Linked DNA regions of Mus musculus: region 2 is linked to region 1. A link is a contact called in public Hi-C data. All regions are on one chromosome and are shown on one strand. Each heading gives the region's core, a stretch centred on a gene start, on an enhancer-like site or on the middle of the called end of the contact. The rest is flanking DNA. Distances are from core to core; before and after follow the strand shown.

Region 1 (6,771 bases), core at 1,087-3,586:
CCAAGGTTGCAATAACAGAACTGTGACAAGGCTAATGTTTCTGGTTGTTGAGGTTTGGTTTTGTTTTTGAGGCAGGGTTTCCCTGTACAGCCCTGGCAATCCCGAAACTCTAGACCAGGCTGGCCTTAAATTTGGAGATTTACCTGGCTCTGTAGCCTTAGCTAGCTGAAAACTTGCTCTGTATCTCAGTCCTTCATGTTGTAGTTTTCTTCCTACTTCCTAAGTGCTAGGATTATAAGCATAAACCACTAGACTCAGCTCACTCACACACACCAGCATCGCTCTGGGTAACCCAGGCTAGCCTGGGCTAGTGCTGTCACCATCACCTCCAGATGGCTTATAGCTGGTCTTTGCTGCTTTGTGGGTTCTTTTCCCCACCCTTTATCCTCCCCTCCACCCCATTTCACCCCCTACCACTAGATAAGAGAAAAGGAGAGAGGAGAGAGATCCCTGAATTGAACTTTTGTTTCTTTTATGAGCATGACTACTAACAAACCAAAACCAACCAAATGAAGCCAACAACCACCCACGCTTGTTGGGGTGCTAGCATTTATGTACCCTCTGAAAAGTTCCCAGAATTCCAAATGTCACACAGTTGCAGAAACTATCTGCAGCTGGTAAAACCATGCCTCTGCTAGAGCACGAGGCAAATCATAGTCAGCTGCTGTGGACGGTCCGATGCAGCCCACACCCCACACCTGGGATTAAAACAAAAGTGCTTTCTTAAAATATTTCTGTATTTTTAAAGAAACCACAATTCCAGAATTCTCACTACAGTGGCTCTCAATCTTTGAGTCATTGTGAGAACTTTTTAAAAAATTAATCAGTGCTCAGACCCTACCCTCTATGAAAGAAACCCCAAATCTCCAGAGATACACAGCTTTAAGAATGTCCAGGAGAGATGGCTTGACAACGAAGAGCTGGTCCTGCTCTTACAGAAGTTCAACTCCCTGCACTCACATGAGCACTCCCACACAGACACATAGTTAAAATAATAAAAGACTAAGCTGGGCAGTGGTAATACTTGCCCTTAATTCCAGCACTCCAGAGGCAGAAGCCAGCAGATCTTTGTGATTTCAAGGCCAACCTGGTCTACAGAGTGAGTTCCAGGACAGCCAGGGCTACAGAGACTGTCTCAAAATTACTACTACTACTAAAACAAAAAAGAAAACCTCCCTGCGGACCACGAGCAGTGAGGCACTGTGAACCAGCCACTGGCTATTTAGATTCCCTATGCCAGACATTCGAAGGTTATTTTGAAAATTCCTGAAATGTGATGATTCATGGCTCATTGATTTTGGCTGATACATCAACATTGCCTTTGAGTTGCCAGAAAAGGAACGAAGCCAAGCATGGTGGCCCATACCAGTAGTCTCAGCACTCAGGAAGTCGAGGCAGGAGGCTTGCTTTGAGTTCGAAGCCTTCATAGACTTCATCATAGTAGTAATCCACTACCCAGGGTTACATAGCAAGATTCTATCTGGAAAAGAAAAAGGGAAAGAACAGACGTAGTAGTTCACTCTAAGGATTTGGAAGACAGAAAGATTGCTGTGCAAGGCCAGCCTGGGCTACAGAGTGAGACGTCTCAGAACAAAACCTGGGGCTGGCAGCCTGCCCTCGTTCTGTGTCGTGCACTGGAGACCAGTAAGCCAAGCTGCACCCTGGCCTCACACACCCCTCTTTGCACAGCAGACTGTACCCCAGCTTCTGCTGCTACCTGAGGACTAGCTGTGGCTCCGAGCAGGCCAGACTAGACGTGTGCCCAAGAGCCGGCAAGAGCCGGCAGGGAGCAGGGCTCAGCACAAGGCAGAAAGGAGAGGTGCAGCCGGCAAGAGTTGGAGCCAGACCTCGGCATCCGGACCTGGGGCAGCCATAGACAACCCTTTGCCACTGGCTTCTTCATTTCTGTTGAGACACATTCTCATTATGTAGTCCTTCTTAGCCTGTAACTCACTATGTCGACCAGGCTGGTCTCCATCTCACAGATACCTTCCCACTTCTGTCTCCCAAATACTGAGACGAAAGGCAGGTGCTACCACACCTGGCATACTGTGTCTTTTGAGGGCCTTGAAATAACAGAAATAAAAGGCTGGAACTGTGCACATCATCGAGTAAGCTGCCAGAGTGTGAGACTTGTCACAAATCTAAGTGCCAGAGGCATAAAGGCGATGCCTGCTCCAAGGGAACTGACTGGTAGTCTCAGTGGTGGGGGAGCTATGGGGCGTGGTAGGGGAGTGGACAGGGAAGTGAGATGGAACCCTTGTACCGAAGCAGGGGCCTGGCCTCAGAACAAGGCCGGAACCCAGCCTGATTAGCTTTGAGGAAGGCTCTTGCTGAGTCACTGAGCTGGGAGAGGCTCTCAGGCCCCCTGACTGTTCCCAGCTGGGGTGACAGATGGTGGAGAGGCCTCAGTCTTGGGGAGTGGAGCCAATAGAGGCTGTGCCTGGAGCCTACTCCCACCTCACAGGACCTTCTATATTTCTCTTCTTCCGGGTGGGGCCTCCAAACCCTGCTGGCAGTACAGGCCCTTCTTCTTGTCCCATCTGGTTTCCTGGCTTGGCTTCTCCCTTGCAGTGAACCTGCATTGGAGCCCCTGGAGAGATGCTGTACCCAACTGTGGGGAGCCCCTGCATAGCTGTGCCTCTGGTGTGCGAAGCCTTACCTGACCAGTAGACAAGTGAGGGTTCAGCCCTAATGCCAGATGGGGAAGGAGGCCCTGACTACACCCCTCAGTGGGTTAGGAAAATTGGGCCTTGGGCCCTGTCTATTCTCAGTAGTAAACACTGTACTGGTAAAGAGCCAGGCTTGGCTGTGGGTGCTTTCTGTACAAACGTGTCATCACCGTGCTGGGAAAAGACTATTAGTCATCTCAATTTGGTAATGGAGGAGGCAGATAGAGGAACAAAGGACATCCTGTAAGGTCGTTCATCCAAAGAGGGTCAGGTGTCCAATGGCGGTGGTGGTACACAACTTTAATCTCAGCACTCAAGAAGCAGATAGAGCCAGGGCGTCGTGGCGCACACTTTTAATCCCAGCACTTGGGAGGCAGGGGCAGGCGGATTTCTGAGTTCGAGGCCAGCCTGGTCTACAGAGTTCGTTCCAGGACAGCCAGGGCTACACAGAGAAACTCTGTCTTGGAAAAAAAAAAAAAAAGAAGCAGATAGATTTCTGAGTTCCAGGCCAGCCTGGTCTACATAGCCAGTTCCAGGACAGCCAGAGCTACACACAAAACAAAACAAAAACAAAAAAGAGGGTCTTAGTTTAAGTGGCTTTAGTCTTAGAGTCTTGAATGTTGCTCTCCTGGAACAGGGTTCCATTTCATGTCCTGCAGCAACTGGAATAGAGGCAAAGTTGAGCCGGATATGCAGTGGCTTGGAGGACTCAGAGCAGAGGGATCAGCTTGGGGGCAGGGTGGGGCATAGAGGAGAGATGGGACACCGGATGGACAGGACTGGACAACATGGCAGGACAGAGCCTGGAAGTCAGAAGGCAAGTTGTAAGCCTGGAAAAGCTACCCTCCTGAGAATCGGGGATCTCAGCCTCCTGTGAAAAGGGAACCCAGAACAGCTTCTAGGTTAGATCGAAGCTGCAGGGTTAAAGAAAGAGGCAGTTGTTCCCTGCTTTATGTGTTTCCAAACAAAGTCCCTTCAGAGCAACTTCGGGATGGACTTGATCTTACTACTGTTTGAGGTTGCAGTCAGCATGCCTGATGGTATGGCAGCAGGACCCTGAGGCAGTGGGTCACACTGTACCCACCAGCTATCAGGACCTGAGGCAGCGGGTCACACTGTACCCACCAGCTATCAGGAAACACTGAATGCTGGTCCTCAGATTTCTCCTTTTGAGTCAGCATGAACCCCAAGCCCACAGAGTGGTGGTTAGGCTGGGTCTTCCCACATCAATTAAACCTACTGTAGAAAATTCCCTTAGAAACATGCCCTGAGGACCATCTCCTGGGAGATTCTAAACATTGTGAAGTTGGCAGCGCTTAGCCATCCCAAGCAAAATTTCCTCCCTTTAACATGGGAAGCATATCAGAAAAGCATTGTAGTCGGCGGTGGTGACACACGCCTTTAGTCCCAGCACTTGGGAGGCAGAGGCAGGTGAATTGTTGAGTTTGAGGACAGCCTGGTCTACAGAGTGAGTTCCAGGACAGCCAGGGCTACACAGAGAAACCCTGTCTCGGAAAAAACAAACAAACAAACAAACAAAAAAAAAACAGAAAAGCATTGGGCCAGGGAAGTTAGCTTAGCTGGTAAAATGCTTGTCATTCAAGTGAGCCCTGAGTTCAGTCTCCAGCACTTAAAAAAAAAAGCTGAGCTGCTGAGTTGGTTCAGTTCCCAACATGGAAGTTCACGATTGTCTGACGCTCCAGTTTCAAGGGATCTGGCATCTTCACGAGGACATACATGCAGGCAAAACACCAATGTATATAAAATAAAATACAATAAATCCTTAAAAAAAAAAAAAAAAAGAAAGAAAAGATATCTAAATTGTGATTTTGGCCCCACTGGGGATGTGAAGACAGACAAATCCCTGGACCTTGCTGGCCAGCCAGCCTATTGGAATTGGCAAACCACAGGTCATACAGAGAAATTATGTATGTTTGTTTGGGGGGGAGGGGGGGACTTGTCTAAAAATAACCAAGGTTGGACAGGAGACATGAGGTGAAGGTGCTTGCTGCTGAGCCTCACAGAGTTTGGGCCCAGGGATCCACACGGTGGAAGAAGACTTCCACGGCACACTCTGGCACACGCACCCACTTAATAAAATTTAACAAATTAAAAACAGAAAGTAAGCTGGGTGGGGGTAACACATGCCCAGCACTCAGGCTGCTGGTTTCCGATTTGAGGACAGCCAGAGCTACACAAAGAAACCCTGTCTTGAAAAACCAAGAAAAGAAAAGAAAAAAGTGCATGTTACCTGAAGATAAACGCCCAAGGCTGTCATGTAGCCTCTGTACACACACCCCAAACAGCAAGAACCTTTCCTTCTGTTTTTGCTTGTTTTTCTTTTGTCTTGAGATGGAGGCTCGTGTCTGGTCCAAGCTTGCTGTGTAATTAAGGATAACTTGGGACACTCCCCTTGGACCTTCTGAGTGCTGGGATGGCAGGTGGGACCCACTGTGCCCGTTTATGTGGTGCTGGGAATTGAACCCAGGGCTTTCATGCATGACAAGCAAGGGCACTCTACCAGCTGAGCCTCACCCCTGCTCCAACCCAAGCTTCTGAGTCCATGTCCTTAACCAACGTCGCCAGTGTTTCTAACTGCCTTTAGAGAAAGAAAGGACCGGCTGAGGATATAGCTCAGTGCTACACAGAAAGTTTGTCTAGCATTTGTGAAGTACACGCCTCAAATCTGCCAGAACAATTAATAATATTAACAACAATAATAAAACTTTTAAAAAAGCTTCAGTCTGGGGCTGGAGAGATGGCTCAGTGGTTAAGAGCACTTCCAAAGGTCCTGAGTTCAAATTCCTGCAACCACATGGTGGCTCACAGCCATCTGTAATGAGATCTGACGCCCTCTTCAGGTGTGTCTGAAGACAGCTACAGTGTACTTACATGTAATAAATAAATAAATTAAAAAAAAAAAAAAAAAGCTTCAGGCTTTGACTCAGGAGTCTAGTCCTGAGTGTCACATCCAGTGACCCCGAATGACTCACGATCTTTATCTGAGCTACTTGGGGCTATACTATCCACAATGGTAAATGGATCAAAAAGCCACAATGGCCTATTTGAATTAAAATTTAAATGGGCACCCCCCCCCATGTGGGGGACTGTCCCTAGGACCTACTGAGCCATACTGCTAGCCCCTGAAATTAAATTAATTTTTCCCCCCTGGGGATGTGTCTTAATTATTGCTGTGATAAAACATGATGAAGCGGGGGTTGGCGAGATGGCACAGTGGTTAAGAGCGCCAACTGCTCTTCCAAAGGTCCCGAATTCAAATCCCAGCAACCACATGGTGGCTCACAACCATCCGTAACGAAATCTGATGCCTTCTTCTGGAGTATCTGAGGATATGTACTTACATATAATAAATAAATAAATCTTTAAAAAAAAAACATGATGAAGAAAGCCGGGCGTGGTGGCGCATGCCTTTAATCCTAGCACTCAGGAGGCAGGGGCAGGTGGATTTCTGAGTTCAAAGCCAGCCTGGTCTACAGAGTGAGTTTCAGGACAGCCAGGGCTATACAGATAAATCATGTTTCAAAAAGCAACATGTGGTGGTCTCACCACCTATCTCAATCAATTCTGCCCAGGTATAGGCTGTAGAAATAACTTGGGGGCAAGGTCACATAGCGTCTTGTCTCTTGGGGACCTGAACTTAGCATTACACTTGAATCTAGCTTGTGTCAAGTTGACAAGAACCTACTCCGGACAGGATATAGTGTAGTTTCCCAGCATGTGCAAGGAAGGCCCTAGGCTAGATTCTTCTCTCTTTCTGTATTTTATTTATTTTATGTATGAGTGCTCTGTCTGCATGTACACCTGCATGCCAGAAGAGGGCATCAGATCCCACTATAGATGCTTGTGATCCACCATGTGGTTGCTGGGAATTGAACTCAGGACCTCTGAAGGAACATACAGTGTTCTTAACCACTGAGCCATCTCTCCAGTCCACTAGGTTACATTATCAACACTGCCAAAACAAAGATGCTTTGCCCAAGCATGGTGGCACATGCTTGTAACCCCCACACTAGGGAGACTGAAGTGAGGACATGGAGAGTTTAAAACCAGTCTGGGCTACATAACAAGAGTCTGTACA
Region 2 (6,771 bases), core at 1,939-4,438, 250 kb before region 1:
GGCGAGTACATTGTTCTTGGAGGGATTTTCTGAGCTGTGGTGGTTTGAAGCTATAGACAGGCCCACTAAACTAGCAGGCTTATGTGTCTGTCCTGTTCTCTCTCTAGCCAGTGGAAGTCTGATACAGAGCCTGGTCCTCAAGCATGGCCACCAAAGGAGAGAGCAGCCCTTCAGGAGGAGCTTAGCGACGTCCTCATCTACCTGGTAGCATTAGCAGCCCGCTGCCATGTGGATTTACCTCAAGCAGTAATCTCCAAAATGGACACCAACCGCCAACGTTACCCAGTCCACCTGTCCCGAGGTTCTGCCTGCAAGTACACTGACTTGCCCCGTGGGACCATCTCTGAAAACCAGGCTGTGGGGGCTGGAGACCCTGCCTCGGAGCTGAGAGACCAGGCTTCCACATAAAAACGAGGTGCTAATCTGGCCTTATTAAGTCTGGGCCCAAGTGTTTTCTCTCTCAATAAAATGACTTAAGGCAAAAACATCTCGATTTTTCTTGAGTAGCTAGACAGAATATCTCAAATCCTGCAGAGAAGTGGGGTACTGTCCAGTGTAACTAACAGTTGCTGTTTTGCCTTTTCAACTTAAAACTTGCAGAAGAGAGTAGGAAGTAAGTATGGGCCACAAGTCTTGGGTACAGCTTCCTTTCCTTGGCCCCTTTGTACAAGTAAAGACCGCCTGCCTCTCTTCCCTGGCCAGGGCCAATTTCTGTTCCTTCTTTACAGTCAGATGGTGTTGAATGCACAGTTTATGTGGTGTGTGGGCACATTATGTCCCGACAACACCTAAGACTGCCTCCCAAAAAGCGAGGTCCTGCAGAGAAACCAGTGCTATTGACGAGTTAATTGTCTGCCTCCTCTGATGACCCTTCGTGCCTCCCCAGGTAAAAGAATTCATCTGATTAAAAATGGCTTAGTTTGAGGCTGGAGAGATGGCTCAGTGGTTAAGAGCATTAGCCACTCCCCTGAGATCCTGAGTTCAAATCCCAGCACCCACATGGTGGCTCACAACCTCTCCTGACACACAGGTGTAAATGTAGATAGAGCACTCATACACTAAATCTTTTTTTTAAAGGCTGAGTTTTACATTTCCACCCCACTGTGAATATGGTGACACTTAAATCACATCTGTACCCTGCCTTGTCTCTGGAGCTCCAGCTCCTTTTCCTTCACCTAGACAAATCTTAAAACATGGCTTCTGGAACTGGAGAGTGCTCAGCAGATATGTGTACTTGCTGTCTTTTTTTTTTTTTTTCTTTTTTTTTTTTTTTGTCTGTCTGTTGAGATAAGGTCCCTATGTATTGTTGGCTGACCTGGAACTTGCTGTGTAGACCAGGCTGGCCTTGGACTCACAGAGATGCATCTGCCTGTGCCTCCCAAGTGCTGAGATTAAAGGCATGCGCGACTATACTTAGTACTTGAGGCTCTTGCAGAGGACTGAAAAGTCTTGTTGCCAATGCCCTCATCAGGCAGCTTACAGATGTCTTAACACTACTAGGTCCAAATCTCACTCCATCTTCCTGGTTTGACTAGCACGTGCATTCAAGTATGCACAAATCTACACACTTTAAAAACACAAATAGTACTTCCAGGCTTACGAGATGGCTCATCAAGGCCAATGTCCAGTGACCCAAACTATCCCAGAGATCCACATGGCAGAGGGAGAAAACCAATTATTGCAAGTTGCCCTGTGACCTCCACACATGCCATGGCTCACTGTCCCCCATCCCATCCCCTAATGATATTTAAATCACTTTGGGGCACGGTGTTGCATTGCACACCTGTAACCTCAGCATTAAAGAGACTGAGACAAAAGGACATAAGTTTGAGGACAGCCTGGCAGTGGTGGCACACGCCTTTCATCCCAGCACTTGGGAGGCAGAGGCAGGTGGATTTCTAAGTTCGAGGCTAGCCTGGTCTACAGAGTGAGTTCCAGGACAGCCAGGGATATATATACAGACAAACCCTGTTTCAAAAAATGAATCCCCCCAAAAAATAGGTTTTAAGGACAGCTTGCGCTACAAACCAAAACTACCTTTTATGTGTATGTTTTGCCAGTGTGTGTCTGTGTACCATGTCAGACGTCAGGGCTTTGGGTCCCCTAGGACTGGAGTTATGGATGGCTGTTAAGCCATGTGGGTGCTTGGGATGAAGCCCTGATCCTCTGCAAGGGTTTTGGTTTTAATCCTGTGGTCATCAGTTTCCTTGACAAATGGCACAGTTCCTGCTGTACCGTTCACTAGCTGTCTGCAAAAGTGGAGATAAAATGAGGTTTGGAGCTAGCTATGGTGGTGCATGTTTGTAACCTCAGGATTCAGAGGATCCCCAGTTGAAGCCAGGTGTGTATAGTGAGTCGGCTTAGGGTTAATTAAATGGGGAGAGGGCGCTAATATATTTACATAAGTACTTAAATCTATTTACAGGGCCCCATTTCTCACCTTTGCCATACCGACCCTCAAAGACTGCAAAACACAATCATCTAGCCAAGCACATGTCTTGTTTATGGCTCTTTTCAGAACTGAGACTGAGGCATAGCCAGCCTGGTGTGTGTCTCCCAATCCCAGGCTAGTTTATTGCCCCATTTGGTTCCGTACCTAATGTTCCCCTTCCCACCCACCTCACTTACAGGCATCGTGAGGTGAGGATAGAATACTTTATTCACTCAGAAGGGCCAAGGGAATGTAGTCGGGGACGAGGCATGGTTCTAGGGACCCCGGTATGGCATTCCCTATCTCCCAGTCCCAGAGCACCCCGACCCAGGTGCAGGCATGGAAGGAACAATTCAGGTGCCAGTCCCAAGTGCCCCTCGCTGCCCCGCCGTGGCTCAGCTGCCCTCGCACTCCGGGCAGCGCTCGGTGGGCGTGGCGGCTGTGGCACTGGCGGGTAGCTTGAAGTCTCGGCCGCAGCCCGCGCAGATGTAGAGGCGGCGCCGCATGTGCGCGCGACGGTGGCGGATGAAGTGTGAGCTGAGGCGGAAGCGCCGGCCGCACTCCGTGCACGGGTAGGGCCGCTCGCCCGTATGCGTGCGCGCATGCTCCGCCAGGTTGGAACGGTGGCCGAAGCGCCGGCCGCACACGGCGCAGCGGTGCGGCTTCTCGCCCGTGTGCACGCGCCGGTGCTTGGCCAGCGCCGAGCTCTGAGCGAAGCGCGTGCCGCAGTCGGCGCATGCGTACGGGCGCTCGCCCGTGTGCGTGCGTCGGTGGCGCGCCAGGCACGAACTTCCGCCGAAGGCTCGTCCGCAGTCCGGGCACGCGTAAGGCTTCTCGCCCGTGTGCACGCGCAGATGCTGCGCGTAATTGGAGCTCTGCGCAAAGCGCCGCCCACAGTGTGCGCATGCGTACGGCTTCTCTCCGGTGTGACGCCGCCGGTGCTGCCGCAGGTTCGAGGCGGCGGAGAAGCGCTTGTCGCATTCCGGGCATTGGTAGGGTCGCTCGCCCGTATGCGTGCGGCCGTGCTTGGTCAGCGCCGACTTCTGCGAGAAGCACCGGCCGCATTCCGTGCACGCAAAGGGACGCTCGCCCGTGTGCGTGCGCGCATGTTTGGCTAGTGTGGAGCGGCGCGCAAAGGCGCGGCCGCAGTCCGGGCACGCGTGGGGGCGCGCCGGGTCGGCCGATGGCGCTGGCATCTGGCTGGCAACCTGCAGGGAAAGGGAGAACAGGTCAACCCTAAGGCCCCAGCGGAAACCTCGGTCTCTCGAACACTGCACACTCTTTGCGCCTCAATTCCTTAAATGACTTAATACATCACAACACCAGGTGACATTATAGTTACCTGTGTTCACAAAATTTATTGGGCACGATCTAGGTTATAGAGTTAAGAGACACTGGGGATTTGGCATTAGATAAAAAGTGCCAGGTGTCTGACATTGTAGAGATGAGACAGGAAGATCAAGAGGTCCAGGCCAAGCTGGCACACGCCTTAAATCCCTCCCAGCACTTGGGAGGCAGAGGCCGGTTGAATTTCTGAGTTCGAGGCCAGCCTGGTCTACAGAGTGAGTTCCAGGACAGCCAGGGCTGCACTGAGAAACCCTGTCTTCAAAAACCAAAACAAAACAAAAACAAAAAACCAAAAAAAAACATAAGGAGCCCCTGTTTCGAAACCCGAGTGCTGGTAATGTAGCAGTGACAGCTTGCCTCCTAATTTCCTCAGACCTGTGAGGACTGAATCCGGGGAGGAGTCCCACCTACAAGAGCAATGGGTTAATTGCTGGAGTGCTGCAGACACACATAAGGCTGGGAAGACCCTTGGTTGTAATAGTTATCAGGAGGAAGGAAACACGAGGGTTTCTTATTTAAGGACCTGTAGTGTAAATGAGATGGAGAATCACTGAGGGATTTCTGAGAATTTTGATCAGGAAAGTGACGGTCACACTCTTTGGGAACCCGAATGAAGGAGAAGACAGAACCAGGAGCCTCGTGAGGAGGCTACTGCACTCATCTGACTTGGCCTAAGCCCAGGAAGCAAGTAGAAAGTAGAGCCAGTGAGATGTTGGTTTCTCTCTCCACTTTACAGGTTGAGATAAGAGATGGCAACAAACTGGCTTTGAGGTATGGAGATTCAAAATGACTATGGGTTAGTCCTGCTTGCTTCTTCTGCCTCTCCTCCTCGGATTAAAGGTGTGGGACACCATGCCTGGGTCCAAGTAACTAAGATGTTTAAGTTCAGAACTGCACAGATGAGGGTTGCCATGTACAGAGGGGAACCAGGTAAGAAGAAAGATCTGGGGCTGGAGAGATGGCTGAGGTTAAGAGCACTGCCCTTCCAGAGGTCCTGAGTTCAATTCTAAGCAGCCACATGGTGGTTCATACCATCTATAATGACATCTGCTGCCCTCTTCTGGCCTGCAGGCCTACATGCAGGCAAATAAAAAAATCATGCATGCATGATAAAAAAATCTTTTTTGAGGAGAAGGAGGAGGAAGAGGATGGGGGAAGAGGAGATGATCTGCTGTTTGGGGCTGTATGGAACGCAGGAAGGAGCCAGGGCTGGCGATGAGAGGTTTTTGGTGTATAAATGTCTAGAGACTGAAGAGATCTCACAGGGAATTGCAGAAGGAAACTGGAGCAGCCATTTGGCAAATATAAGCAGAAGCCAGGACAGGGACAGCTTGGCCAGGATCAGACCCTTCAAAGTTTTCAAGCAAGCACTTTCTTAAGCTATGAAGAGAAAGCCAAATGTTGCTCTGAGACCTGAGGTTCTGAAGCTTGGAATGAGTCAGTTTGGACTTCTAGAAGTAAACTAAGGAGAAGGAAAGCATGCTGTGTAAGAAGCAGGTGAAGGGGCAGGTGAATTTCTGAGTTCGAGGTCAGCCTGGTCTACACAGTGAGTTCCAGGACAGCCAGGGCTACACAGAGAAACCCTGTCTTGAAAAACAAACAAACAACAACAACAACAAAATTAGTTCCAGGCTGGTGAGATGGCTCAGTGGTTAACAGCTCTGACTGCTCTTCCAAAGGTCTGAGTTCAAATCCTAGCAACCACATGGTGGCTCACAACCATCCAAAGTGAGATCTGACGCCCTCTTCGGGTGTTTCTGAAGACTGCTACAGTATATTTAGATATAATAAATAAACCTTAAAAAAAAAAAAAACTTTAATTCATTCTGGGCTTAGTGGTTCAAACCTTCAATCCTAGCACTTGGGAGGCAGAGGCAGAAGGATCTCTGTGAGTTCAAGGCCAACCTGGTTTACATAGCAAATTTCAGGACAGTCGGGATAACAAAGACCCTGTCTTTAAAAATAAACACACACAAACCATTAATTCATGACGAAAGACTCACCTGCCACACAGGACAAGACACAGGCTGCCTTGTATTCAGCCCACCACCCTCCTTTTACAGAGGAGACAACAACATAAAAAAACCTAAGTGACAAAGAGCAGGACCTTCCCTTTCAGAAGCTGTGGTGGAGCACCCTGAAGGCCATCGCCCTCTGTCATGAGAAACTGGCTCTGGGGCCAGGTAGGTGGTACATGACTTTAATTTCTGCACTCAGCAGACAGAGGGAGGCACAGCTCTTGTGGATTTAAGAACAACCTTGTCTACATAGAATTCCAGGCCAGCCAGGGTTGCACAGTGAGACACTATCTCAAAACAAACAAAAAAAATAATAATAAATCAAAGAAAGTAGCTTTGAACTACAAGATATGACAGTTTTGGAAATTAGCAATCAGCCAAAAGAACTCTGGTTTTAATAATAACAATAGTCTTCCCTTAACTGTGGCTTGATTTTCCTGTTTCAGCTGCTAGCTGTCATAGTCTAAAAATATTGAATGGAAAATTCCAGAAATAAACACCTTTTAAGTTTAAAACAACTTTTATTATAGCATATTGTTATCGTTCTATTTTATTATTGTTAAACTCTTATTGTGCCTAATTTAGAATTAAATTATATTATAGGTATATACCTAAAGGAAAAAACACAGGCTGGGTATGACCGCAAACCTATAATACCAGCACTCAGGAGGATCACAAGGTCTCAGCCAGCTTGGAGAATATAGCAAGAACCTGTCTCAGCAATAACCTAGTTAAAATGTGTGTGCGCATGACTGAATCCACTCAAGGTTTTAGGCACCGGTGACAGGGTGTGTCTGTCTTGAAATGTCCCCTGTGAAAGGAGCTTCTGTAAGGAAGACCCTCACTTCAGGCTTTGATGGTACTGCTTTACGTATGCTATCACAGTAAATCTTCCTGACACCCCTCAGTCAGGTGGGACAGTATTTTATTTTATTTATTTATTTATTTTCGTTTTTCGAGACAGGGTTCCTCTGT

The links. Hi-C and Micro-C count contacts between places; a contact is called where the count stands out from the background.
Region 2: a contact with region 1 is called in a Hi-C map of muscle stem cells, with 2.3 times the contacts expected there. The contact joins two enhancer-like sites. A contact is called at or near these places in 2 of 39 promoter capture datasets (erythroid cells and liver), 4 of 484 Hi-C or Micro-C datasets (CD4 T cells, embryonic stem cells, muscle stem cells and 1 more), 4 of 115 datasets of contacts at active chromatin or transcription factors (embryonic stem cells, extraembryonic endoderm stem cells, microglia and 1 more) and 2 of 9 other capture datasets (adipose tissue and liver).

What each region holds. Positions count from the first base shown.
Region 1 is chr7:127,004,441-127,011,211 of GRCm38.p6, reverse strand. The region is part of intron 1 of Mvp (major vault protein); the gene reads left to right. Among named protein-coding and RNA genes, the nearest start is that of Mvp, 6.8 kb to the left of the region's middle. Within about 2 kb of position 2,336, at least 296 of the 459 cell types and tissues checked have an H3K27ac peak or open chromatin away from gene starts, as enhancers often do. A contact at or near this core is called in embryonic stem cells, erythroid cells, liver and 3 more, where this site is marked.
Region 2 is chr7:127,250,673-127,257,443 of GRCm38.p6, reverse strand. Zfp771 (zinc finger protein 771) reads right to left here. Exons shown (of 3, transcript NM_177362.4): 3 at 2,572-3,639. The coding sequence ends at 2,827. It overlaps Dctpp1 (dCTP pyrophosphatase 1), which reads left to right. Exons shown (of 3, transcript NM_023203.1): 3 at 108-485. The coding sequence ends at 408. Among named protein-coding and RNA genes, the nearest start is that of Dctpp1, 6.6 kb to the left of the region's middle. Within about 2 kb of position 3,188, at least 368 of the 459 cell types and tissues checked have an H3K27ac peak or open chromatin away from gene starts, as enhancers often do. A contact at or near this core is called in embryonic stem cells, erythroid cells, liver and 3 more, where this site is marked.